Linked DNA regions of Acanthopagrus latus: region 2 is linked to region 1. A link is a contact called in public Hi-C data. All regions are on one chromosome and are shown on one strand. Each heading gives the region's core, a stretch centred on a gene start, on an enhancer-like site or on the middle of the called end of the contact. The rest is flanking DNA. Distances are from core to core; before and after follow the strand shown.

Region 1 (2,551 bases), core at 38-2,537:
GGAGTTGGGGTTTAGCTACGCTGGCTGGGAGCCGCCCTTCATTCACCACATGGTTAAACCTCGAGTGTACTCGCGCCACTTTCGCAATCTTACTACGATTCCCAAACTCCTGGCAAATCATAATAGTAGCACATGGTTGTGCTTTTTGGGGATTATACGTCTTAGCTGCTACTCTTTCAGCGAAGTCTTTTTTTTCTCCTCCTCAGTTTTTTTTTTTTTTTTTGCAAGATGCCCTCCGAAACAGTGTGAGTAAACGGTAAGTCCGCACAAGTGAGTAGAAGATGGTGGCTTTTTTAGAAAGCCAGTGTGTTATTACGCGCATGTTATTGAAGAGAAACCTGTTGTTAGCCCTTTTTCAGAGAGATGCGGTAAAACGGCGAGGGGCTCAAAAAAAAAAAAAAAAGAAAAAGTGAAATGCTCGGCGACGTGTGCGACACGGGAGCCGCACTTTCACGTTAACACCGGGGGAGCGAAGAGGAAAAACGCGTTTTTAATCGTCAGTTTCCGCATTTGAAAACACTGTTCTACGAGGCGCATGGCAACCTCTCCTCCATGGTTGTGGGAGAATGAGGGAGATTTGAAAAGCATGTGTTGCTGCTGCACCTCCAGTCGGGGGGGAAGTCGTACTCACCCGTCAAAAAAATGTTGCATTTACACACTTTGGTGGCAGCTGCGAGTTGTGGACTCGTGTGCGTCTGTTGTCGGGCCACATGTTGATGGAAATTGGGAGTTTTCGGTCGATCTGTGCGCCGTGATGTACACTTAAAAGTGCCCCCAGAACAAAGCAGCAGCACATGGGGCTGCAAGCAGGCCGCGCGCCTTTGCTACCCCGCGAGCTTGCTGCGTTAGCTAGCTGCTAATGCTAACACGCCGATGGTTGGGGGAGGGATAATCGCTTAAATTACATTGACACGGGCTCGAACGGCTGTGCTGTGCATTCTTTGGTGAAAATATGAGCATTTGCAGCCACTTTGAACCTTTTTACATTCATATTTATTGTTGTGTTATCGTAAACGAGCGGGCTACATCCAGGCAGCTAAGTTGGCTAAGATAAGAGAATGCTCTGAAGTGGACGGGGAGGGTGTTAGCCAACATTAGCACGCAGACTTAACGTGTCTCTGTAAAAACAAAAAGCTTGTTGCCACATGCTTTTTTTTTAATCAAACCGACCTGTGGTGTTATTAATCTTTATTGGACATCGGTCTTTTCTTAAAGCCTAGCCGCACTCGCAGGCTACACGCGCTAGCCTATTTGGCTAGCTCATGCTCGCGTCGGACTGTTTTGATGGAGCCCTCGGGTGCTGCTAGCTTGGTGTGTGTGACTGTGCGCTGCTTTCTTACTCAACTTTGCAGTAGCTCGTATCATACGCTTGGTGCGCTCAGTCACAATGAGCGCCACGCTTTTTGCATGCACTACATTTCACCGTTAAAGTGCACACGGACGTCTCAAGCGCCGCTGTCGTGCTTACACCTGTGATGTTATCCAGTCGTTGGAAGTAGGTTTAAAAAAAAAAAACGCTCAAAATGTGGACTGTTGGGCGCCATGTTAGCGCGTGGGGGAGGGGTGGTAAACGTTACAGCGATGTGAATGGGGCGCAAATGTTGCTGTCCTCAAGCAGTCCTGGCTCACGCTCAGGCTTCCCTTGTGAACTTTGTTATTGGAGACGTTTCACCATGTGGTCCTTTTCTTACTTTCTGCTCAGTATTAAACAATTAGCGTGCGAGTGTGACGACAACAACATGATCCTGGACGGCCACCTGGACCCATGGCTATCAAAATACAACTTGATGTAAGGGACAATTTGGCGGGTCGCAGGGTGCCTCCATCCTCGGAGCACAAGGGCCATGTGCACGGATGGATGTGTAGACTTTAGTAGTAGATGGTAGAAACATTTCGCGTTGTTGTGGTGAAACGCGAACATGTGCGACAGGATCTTTTACAGCCTGCTGCGTCATCCTATATGTTGCGGATGTAAGAAATTAAATGTGCTTTTGCAAAAGCAAAAGGACCTCGGACTGGTTTAAAATCAGTTGTAAGCAGGAAAGTTAGGTTTTCCTTAAATGTGCACACACAATGTTTGTTTTTTTCAGAGCTCTTCCAAGCTAACACACATCAGCAGTGTAAACATAACCTCCTTATTGGAGCTTACAACACAAGTCTGACATAACAAGGGTCATACTGGAAGTCACACAATGCACCTTCTGCCTACCAGTAATTTGAAGGAGTGTTAAAGTTATTTGTTATTTACTAAAAATGAATCGGTGCTTTTTTTTTTTTTTTTTAATGAGTCATTTTTTTGTCAGATGGCTGCCTGACATTCTCTGGTTCTAGTTGTGCGGATGTGCTGCCTGGCCCTGTTTTTATGTAATTATAAATTGGAAAATCATTTCTATATGAAAACACCCCAAAGACATCAACAACCAGCAGTTTTCAGTTTCTTTACATTTGTAGATTTTGTGTGATAAATAATTAATGAAGTAATTTTTAGCGATGGTGAGATTCATTTATTTCTGACTTGAATTGAAGTTGCTGACATTTTTCTTGCTGACAT
Region 2 (2,551 bases), core at 21-2,520, 150 kb after region 1:
GTGTGAGAAATCAATGGCTTTGAATGGACGACCTGGACCTGCGGGGAAACAAAAGACACATGCCATCAGTGCACAGCACACACTGAGAGATATATCTATACTTTATCATGAAAAAGTGATTGTTAAAGTCACAGTCGAATGTCAAAAAAAGTCAACCAAAGTCAAGACACAACCTTGGGCTTCAGGTAATCAACAAACCATTAGATTAATGTGACAGTGCTCATTTACCCAAAAGAGTGTCGCGGACAGAATAATAGTGTTGCCAGACGAAGAAATCATAGATGGAGATGTTGGTGACCTGGGGCTCAGTCCCGTTTGGTCCCAGCAGTCCCAGCCAGTGCTGGGTGGCAATGACGTAGTCTGGGTGGGTGGTGGTCTTAGCCAGCTCCAGGGCGTTGAGGAACTCCTGGAGCTCCTCGGGGGTCAGGGAGTGGATGTTCTTCCGCACCACGGGAGCTTTCCTCTGGTCACAGTTTGGTCCGGTCCAACCGAATTTACACTGACCACAGTCATGCCCTGCAAAGTTACCTTCAACGCAAAGAGCAAACTAAATGTATCAAATCATTTTGGTGCTGATGTGATCTTTCAGGTCCATCGTCAGCCGTCGTCCGACCATCATCTGAATAAAACTGTACACGACTCACCAGTACATCTGCACGTCTGATTGAAGAACTTGGTGGGCCACCTCTCTCTGTCGTCAACATTTCTCAGCCTGTACGGTCCTCCCCAGGGTTTGCTGTCGACTCGCACAGCCGAGCAGTTCCCTCTCCCCGACAGAGAGCCGCACACGTTGGCAGGATCAGAGCCGAGAGCTGGGCAACACTGCTTGGACAGGATCCCCTCCACCGTGCAGCACACTCGAGGAAACTGAGCCTCCGCAGCCTCTGGCCAGAGGAGTAAACAAAAAAGGCCGAGACCCAGCGCGTTCATCATATTTCACCAGTTTGTTTCCTCCAGTCAGTGGCGACTAATCAGTTTCTACATCAACTCTGAGCAGTGAAACGGTCAATTAGTTCCTCCAGAGGAGTGTGGAATCGCAGTCTGCTACGGTCCCCGGTTGTGTATCTTCGAATTAGATTCAGTGATAGTTCTGATATGTGTGGAAACAACAAGTTAAAGCCGGATCATGTTGTGTTCCAGTCGGTTACATGCACGTTAAGGAAGAGTCTAATTTCTGCTCTTGCTTTTGTAGAGCGGAGGAGGATTAAGCCACTGGTCTTGTGATGATCACCTGACAGCAGAGCTGTGAGCTTTGCTAAGAACTGGAAGAATACCAAGGAATTGCCTGTGGGGACTATTAAAATGTTGTATGGCCATTTTGTGCCAAAAGTCTGTGTGTCTGATTTGTTACTTAGAGTTAATCAGTAAAAAAAGATAACAAAGCAGGCAATACATCAGATTTGCCTCAGACAGAGCAGCCAACTGTACACACATTTGGTCAAACACAAAACGAATTGTGTTCTGCACCAACACCATTAGCTCTGATAACACGTTTAAAATAGAAACATTATCTCAAAACAAATTAATTGATTTGTTGAGTCATTCAGAGATATCATAATAAAAGGAATGAGGTTAAACAAAAGTCAGCTCTCGAGCCGAGGCCAGCCGGGATCTGTTGTGTAAATCTTAATGAGGGTCTAATCACTTTAATCCAGCCAGAAGATATAGTTTTCGCAGGCTTTTTACAGCTTGTTATTGTAGCGTGTCTACCCGCATACTTGCCGTTTGTTCCATTCATCAAACTTTTCACCCTCTGACACCCTCCGCTGTGCACATGATTAGAAAAAAGAGCAGCTGTAGGAAGTGTAGGATCGCCAGAGCTGGCCCTAGGCATAGGCTGTATAGGTAAATACTGAGGGGCCTGTCATCCACAAAGGGCGCCGCAAACGTAGTAGCAGAATCACAAGGTCCAAAGGACTGAAATCAGCTCCTACCGGCATTTAACTATTAATTTAATTTGATTTATCACTTGTTTATTTCTTCAGTTTTTACTTGGTGTGATATTTTTAACTTAAAAGAAATAAGATCTTGAATACATACATGCAGTTTCTGTGTGAGTGTTTGAAAATGCTTTGTCAAATTGACTGCTATGCAAGGGGCCGCCAGCTAAATCTTGCCTTGGGCACCACGTTGGCTGGGGCCAGCACTGACCCTGGGTCTCAGCTGACAGCCTCCACTGTGCATGTGAGAGCAGCTGTCGGAACTGTGGGATCACCATCGTCTTTCACAGACTCTCCACACTGGTATGGTCAAAAATAATAAACTGTGATTTTCAGGGACTCCCTTCTTTACTAGAGCATTTCCATTAGATGCTGCGAAATGGTGACTTGTATTTATATATGAGCACTTTTCTGGTCTACCAACCACGACAAGGCCACATTCAGGCCTACACACACACACTGATGGCAGAGGCTGGTATTACAGCAGCTGAGTGCTAACACAGTGAGGTCCATCTAAAACGCTTTAGTTAAAAGGAAATAAGTCCCTATTAGATGCCTATTATCATTAATAAGACTATACATTAATAGGGTTAGAATTAGAATTTCTAATT

What was found. A called contact is a pair of places that touch in the nucleus more often than the background predicts.
Region 2: a contact with region 1 is called in a Hi-C map of muscle, with 3 times the contacts expected there. The contact joins the promoter of dct here to the promoter of LOC119025983 in region 1. A contact is called at or near these places in 2 of 4 Hi-C or Micro-C datasets (both in muscle).

Annotation. Positions count from the first base shown.
Region 1 is chr9:13,480,313-13,482,863 of fAcaLat1.1, forward strand. It overlaps LOC119025983 (FAST kinase domain-containing protein 5, mitochondrial), which reads right to left and starts at 1,288. Exons shown (of 3, transcript XM_037110034.1): 1 at 632-1,288. LOC119025984 (a long non-coding RNA gene) reads left to right here. Exons shown (of 2, transcript XR_005076979.1): 1 at 1-256.
Region 2 is chr9:13,628,208-13,630,758 of fAcaLat1.1, forward strand. It overlaps dct (L-dopachrome tautomerase), which reads right to left and starts at 1,271. Exons shown (of 8, transcript XM_037110944.1): 1 at 645-1,271; 2 at 229-528; 3 at 1-38. The coding sequence starts at 933.